Linked DNA regions of Sus scrofa: region 1 is linked to region 2. Evidence: chromatin contacts called from public Hi-C data. All regions are on one chromosome and are shown on one strand. The core of a region is the stretch at or near the end of the contact, and the rest is flanking DNA. Distances in the headings are between cores, read along the strand shown.

The links. Hi-C and Micro-C count contacts between places; a contact is called where the count stands out from the background.
Region 1: a Hi-C map of retroperitoneal adipose tissue shows a contact between it and region 2, with 3 times the contacts expected there. The contact joins the promoter of STAT4 here to the enhancer-like site in region 2. A contact is called at or near these places in 3 of 5 promoter capture datasets (fetal liver, fetal skeletal muscle and liver), 31 of 47 Hi-C or Micro-C datasets (adipocytes, adipose tissue, alveolar macrophages and 17 more) and 2 of 2 datasets of contacts at active chromatin or transcription factors (alveolar macrophages and skeletal muscle).

The regions. Positions count from the first base shown.
Region 1 is chr15:95,761,339-95,764,845 of Sscrofa11.1, reverse strand. STAT4 (signal transducer and activator of transcription 4) reads left to right here and starts at 1,400. Exons shown (of 24, transcript NM_001197305.1): 1 at 1,400-1,436.
Region 2 is chr15:95,664,763-95,668,207 of Sscrofa11.1, reverse strand. STAT4 (signal transducer and activator of transcription 4) reads left to right here. Exons shown (of 24, transcript NM_001197305.1): 16 at 406-504; 17 at 2,915-3,050. Among named protein-coding and RNA genes, the nearest start is that of STAT1, 24 kb to the right of the region's middle. Within about 2 kb of position 1,412, at least 28 of the 83 cell types and tissues checked have an H3K27ac peak or open chromatin away from gene starts, as enhancers often do. A contact at or near this core is called in adipose tissue, alveolar macrophages, embryonic fibroblasts and 4 more, where this site is marked.

The DNA of each region.
Region 1 (3,507 bases), core at 151-2,650, 97 kb before region 2:
ACGGGTTTTTGAGAGGAAGGGGATGGGAAGAAAAGTTCGCAAGAGAGGTTAGGACCAAACTATACAGAATTTTGAGTGCCAAGAATTTGGACTTTTTACTTTAGGCAGTGACCACTTCCCCAGAAGAAAGCCAACCTTTGCCTCATAGCTTATGGAATGGCCCAAATGCGGCACTTTGTTCAGCTGGGGACAGAGCAGCATAGGCTCCTGGAAACTGCCCAGTGAGCAAGCATCCAGGACCAGCTTTACCTGACCAATATTAAATTTAAATTTAGATATGTGACTCTGGGGCTGATTGACTTACTTTTTTTTTTTTTTTTGTGAGAGAGAGGTAGTAAATTTAATCACTTGATAATGATGTCTCCTGAAAGAGGAAGAGAATCCTGTGGTGTGAAACAGGGACTTTTACCTTGGTAGATTGCTCTGGGCATGTCCAGAAGCAGATTGAGTCTTTCTACCTAGCTCTTCTAGTCTATCTTCATTTTTGCCCTAATTTTCTTGAATGTTTATAAAACTCTTACTGTGTGACAGGGGGTTAACATCTAGCTTGGAGGAGATGAAAAGAGCACCGAGGGAGTTGAAACTGTCTGACTTTTATCCAGGCTCAGGGGCTGGCTCAGTGAGTAACTCTGGTCACCTCTCTGGGCCTGTCTCTTCAGATATGAGAGAGGAGCTAGAACCAGATGAGGTCAAGGCTCTCTCCAGCTCTAGGATTCTAGAACAGGTCCAGGTCACAAAGGGCCAAGGGCATACTCCAGCAACCAGGTGTAGGGCCACTGAGGAGGGAAAGAGGATGCTGGGCTAGCGAGGGCCGGTGTCCAAGGCCTGCTCAGGAGCTGGCCCAGATCTGAGGGTGAGGTTGTTCTCCTCCCAGTGAGCAAACCCTGCTGGAATTGGAGCACAGTGAGGTCTTCGACTGAATGTTTTCATCCCAGCTACCTTCCCCTTTATTCCCAGGGACTGGCTCACCACGGTGAGAGAAGTCTGAACGGAGGGAGCCAGGAATTTGGCTCCAGGCAAGTAAGTCTGCTGCTGATGCCGCTGCTGCTGCTGGGAGGTTGTGGGGTGTCTCAGGTCTGGGGAAACCGGAAGAAAATGGGTGTGTGTGGTCCCCACCGACCCTTTCCTTCTGACACCCGTGGGTCATGCCCAGTGGCCAGAGTGTTGGTGGGGATGAGGAGAGGGTGCCTCCAAAGGGGCTTCAGCCAGACCGTTTCTGCTCTTTAGCGTTTCTAGAATAGAGTGGGTGGGAACGACCCGAGTAAAGTCCCAGAGACCAGAGACTCTTTAACACTGACGCACAGGAAAGCCTCAAGTGGGAGGAGAAATGCAAATCCCCTACTGACGATGGCGTCAGCGGCTTGGTCCTGGGGACAGTGAAGGGTGATTCCGACTTTGGACTTGAGCACCGCCTGGGACCCGGGCTGAGGGAGCAGGTAAGGAGGCAGACCACACCTTCGCGTTGCTGCTCCGGAGGAGCGCGGGCCAGGAAACGCTTATGCAGGACGCTGCGGAGGCTCTGCGGTTCCCTGGCTATGTTGACAGTTAACTTCACGTTAACCTAGCTGAGGATGGGTAGTTTAAAAAGAAGCGAACGACTCCATGATTCAAAGGTGCACTCCGGCGCGGGTCTCCCGGTGAGACTGGGCGCTCTGCCCCCGGGATCTGAACCCCTGGGTAGGTGGGTGCGTTGTGGCCGATGCGGAGTGAGCCCTCGTGAAGTGCTGGAAGAGGGGAGGGGGTGCCTCACTTTCTTTGCCAGCTTTTGTGAGCTATAATGCGTGACATTAGATTGCAAGCCTGTTTCAGCAAAAAGCCCGCAGCTGAGGTAGCTAGTGATTGAAGATTTGATGAGAACAGTGATGTTTTAAGGCATGTCATCTTTGCAAGCTGCGGGTCACAGAACCAAGGGGGTACCATTAGCTCCCAGGTGGTGGGACAAAGTGACCCTTTATAGGGATCTTTTAGGGCCAGGCATTACAAGAGAATAGGCAGGCACTCAGTTTGCAAAAGAAATGCTCCATAGTTATCTTAGGGTGTGAGAATTAGATGTTTTTAGATATTTTAAAAGCATTTCTAGATACTGCAACAGAGAAGAATGTCCTAAGACTATAATCCTTTCCCTTTTCATCCTTAAGTTCAGCTCTCTGGAAGGTGGCTTCAGGTCTTAGAGTGATCTATCTAACTTTAGGATGGGTTCAGTCCAGTTAATTCTTAGAAAACAGATTTTCATCCAAATCATAGCAAGGATTTAACAGTAGTAGCAACTACAATTGTTATTTTCAGCCCATGTTCTGGTCATTAACTAGAATAAATTGATAGGGACAGAGCAGGATGATGGCAATAGCAGTATGGGAACAAATGTTTCAGTTTTGCATGGAATGTGTTTACACCCATCTGGAAAGAACCAGGAGACCTCAGGTCCATACTTAGGATCTGTGTGTCTTAAGCTAGGGTCATTAACCTACTTGTCCCTCAGATTTTTTTCATTTCAAAGCTGGGTAATACTATCCACCTGTGCTATTCACAACATCAGGTGTGCCTGTCATTCTTCTCTTAACAAGCATTTGTTGAGCACCTACAATACACCCAGGACTATATGTGTAAATACAAAGTGATAGGAAAGTAAAACAATTATTTTTCCAGTTGCTTTCTTTTAGCAAAACATTGGCAATAACTTTCTTCTATACATTTAGTTCAGAGAAAAGATGCCCCCAAGTGGTTCCATATGAAACCTGAAATATATATTTGAAATATATGAAATGTATCATCATGATGGTCTTTCCGTAGGCAAAAGGCAACCTGTGAGATAGGTTGAAATACTGTGGTGATTATTCACATAACAGTTTTTTTTTCCCTTTGATTTAGAATTACTGACAAAACAATAAAAAAATTTGACTTTGGAAAAAGTAAAATATTATAACTTCAAGGAGACATCATATTGGAGTTCCCATTGTGGCTTAGCAGGTTAAGAACCTGGCATAGTATCACTGAGGATGCAGGTTTGACCCGTGACCTCATTCAGTGGGTTAAGGATCTGGCATTACCTCAAGCTGTGGTGTAGTTCACAGATGCAGCTTGGATCTGGTGTTGCTGTGGTTGTGACATAGGCTCCAGCTGCATTCCGTTTAGACCCCTAGCCTGGGAACTTCCATATGCCGTAGATGTGGCCCTAAAAAAATAAAAAGAAAAAAAGAGGAGACATCATATTAATTTCCCTGAGTTAAGAAATATGTCTTAAAGCTTCTAAATTGGCCAGAGTGGGGTTATGATGGGAAAACACATACTTCTGTTTTATGACAGGCTGCCAACTATGCGTCAAGTGTGGTTTCTTCTTAAGTATCTTGAGGCTTTAACCATTGTCAGGTACACATCAGAGACTAATTTAAAAAGTAGACTTTAAAACCTTTGCCAAGCCAAAATGGGTCATCACAGAGAGAAATAAAAATATTTAGTTGTTCAGAGGTATTTTGAACCAGAAGAATTAGAGCCACAAAAGTGCATACA
Region 2 (3,445 bases), core at 163-2,662:
AGAAGCTGACTGACCAAGCATGCTGAAAGGATTCCTATTTTTTTCTTTTACTTTTTGGGGGCAACGATAACAGCATGTGAAAGTTCCCCGGGCCAGGAATTAAACCCACGCAGCAGCAGCAACCTGAGCTGCTGCAGGGACAACGCCAGATCCTTAACCCACTGCACCACAAAAGAACTCCCAGGGTTCCTATTTTTAGCTTCTTTCCTCCCTGTACCTTGACTCACATATGCTCAGAAGGTTCCAGTGCCTTCACAAGTCATTTTAGTGAACAAGGTAGTGTAGATATCATGATTGGAGGAGTGGGGTTGGCTTGAGATGGTCCTTTAGGGGAAAGGGCCAAGTGTAAAATCAATTTAAGACGCTGCTACCTGTTATAACTGTTCTTTTTTTTTTTTTAATCAGACCTGCTCATTACCTGTGGTGATGATTTCTAATGTCAGTCAGTTACCTAATGCTTGGGCATCCATCATTTGGTACAATGTGTCAACCAATGATTCCCAGGTAGAGTCTCTATTCCGATTTCTCCTCCTTTAATGCTATTTGATTCATTTTATTGTCAACAAAGCCTATCTGTATCAAGATATATATATGCACACACATATCTTTGTGGGTTTTTTTTATTCCAGAACTCCAGTATATTCAGTTGTATGATTCCTCCCTTATGTCATATCTATAAAGTAATATGTTCTGATGTATTTGGACTCTGAACACTGCAATAGTGACAGACAAGTATTTATTACTTCTGAGGGTCTGGTCAGCTCTCAACTACGTGTATCACGGAGAGTTCTAGGGCCATCCTGTGGCTCTGTTAATTGGGCTCTGGGGAAACTTTATTCCAGAATTTAATGACTTACTGCTGGGTTTACCTCCTCACCTACTTCTGGCCACATCTTTTCCACACACAGCCTGTTCCACAGAGGTGGAGAATTGGTTTCCAAATAAGTGGCTAGAATATTCATCAATCTTTCCTAACAACACTGTACAAATTTTTGAGTTGATAATAGATTTAATCCTTTCAAGTTAATTATAGCTTTAATCCACTCTAGGCTCAAATTGGGTTTTAATGCCATCTGGTGGTCATTTAAGGTATGGCTCAAAGTTAGCCTCAAGTTTCAAAGGGAGCAAGAGAATAGCTCTTCATAAAAGACCACCAAGGAAGGGTGTGGCAAAAAAGATGAGTCAGCATTTCCCCTTGTTCCCTCTTACAAAACCCCAGTGTGTTGTCCGGGAAACCACCAAGGTCTAAAGAAATTAGGTCAGATATAAATAACAACATTTCTTCCTGATTCAAAACAAATGTTCCTTCCAAAGGGAAGAATTATCTTAACTCAGGCCCTAGCAGTAATAGGAGGAGTCCTGATGAGTCAGCTCCAACTGTTCCTTCCCTTTTTATTTAATGTACCTAATAAGGGAACAATGTGGAAAATGACTCAGCCAGATTCCTTCTCATCCTCTGGCGCCCTGGCATCTGAGGCAGTTGGAAGGAGGGAAAGAGAGGCAAAGAGGAAGGCTGCTCAGGGTGCCTGTGCCTTGCTTCCTCTCAGGCTGCAGTGAGAATAGAACTCATTAGGAAAGCTAGGTGGACCTTAAAGCCAAGGACAGCCAACACCTCTGAGATGTAATGTCGTTCTCCGTTAGGAGCTACACATGTTTGGAGCTTTTCATCCAACTCCAGGATGTAGGACAAAAACTACTTCTTCCTCCAGCCTCAGAGTGCAGGGCTGCCGCACCTAGCTGTCTTCAGCATCCTTTCTCTTTAAGAAAGCCACCAAAGCTGTCACACTAACCATCTCAGATTCTGCTCCAGTCTTGGATGAAGAACCTGGAGACATTTTTCATATACACCTCCTATCACATAAATGCACAGCCTACTTACAGTGTTCAGCACAACTAAGTCTGGTTTCTCCTGACTGTTCTGTTTCAAAACCTAAGCTCCTAAACCTTGGTCACATTCTATGCTTTTTGGTCATTTGTCCAGACATAATTCTCATATTCAAGGAAATCTGCCCCTCTAGAAATTCCTTCTTTCCAGTCCTCCCCTTCCTATCTCCCACTTCTTGTTGCATGTTGTGTCCTCTTTTCTTCTTACCTTCTGAAATCTCTAGAATTGGTTCCTTTTTCTTGCAGCCTAGCTTTGTTTATGTTCACTGAAGTCCTTCTCCCCATACTGCAACAGATTTCTCAATTCTTCCCCCTTTCCCTTCCTAAAACACCTTCTGCCTTCCAGTAATCTGAGGCGAAGTCTTCTGTTCCATCATTTTTGACTCTGTTTCTGGTATAAACAGTCTTATTTGCAGTTGATCATACAAAAGATCCTCTAGTCTAGAGCAAAATAAGGAAAAACTACTATCCATAAAATAGGAGTCCCCTTTAATTATGAATTCACATTGTAAGTTTCCTTTCCTTAACCTTGGACTTAACAGGTTTTGTGCTTTGGAATGCTTTGTTTTTGTGCTTTGGGTCAAGGTATAACTTGCCCCAACCTATGATAAACCATTAAATAACATGATACAGGTTTTATTTAAGACTAATATTATTTCAGCCCAGTGTTCTCCCAACTGAGCTATTTCAGCACTCTTTCAGAAGAAGGTATCTAATTATTTGTTGGACAGTATTAAGTACTTGTATGAGTTGATTGATAGTCCGTGGTCCAGAGAAAGTTAAAGAGATGCCCAAAGATTCTTTGAAGGATAAGCTAGAGACATACATTGTATTACATTCAGAGAACAAGGCCCTCCTTAGGAAAAGACAAAATCAGTTTTAATTAAAAAGCACAGAAGAGATAAGGCAATAGTTCTGTGTTTATTATCTTAGGTTGGCCTAAAGGGTTTAAATCAGGAATCCAATATATTGAGCTACAGTGCATTCAATGTGATTAATAAATATGATCATCACTACAACTCTATTTCAGAACTTGGTTTTCTTTAATAATCCTCCATCTGCTACTTTGAGTCAACTCCTAGAAGTGATGAGCTGGCAGTTTTCATCATATGTTGGCCGTGGCCTTAACTCAGATCAACTCAATATGCTGGCTGAGAAGCTTACAGGTGAGAGCTGGTAGATGTGGAGTACTTGCCTCTGCCTTGGGTACTCGAGTGTATTAAAAAACAAGGGTGAGGAGTTCCCATCATGGCTCAGTGGTTAACAAACCCTGCTAGACTACATGAGGATGTGGGTTTAATCCCTGGCCTTGCTCAATGGGTTAAGGATCCAGCATTTCTGTGAGCTGTGGTGTAGGTTGCAGATGCAGCTTGGATCCTTCATTGCTCTGGCTGTGGCATAGGCCGGCAGCTATAGCTCTGATTCAACCCCTAGCCTGGGAACCTCCATATGCCATGGGTGCAGCCTTAAAAAGACAAAAAAAAAAAAAAAAAAAGAACAAGGGTGATATTAATAGTACTCATTATGATGGTCAAAATTTATGGAGTGCCTAGTATATCAC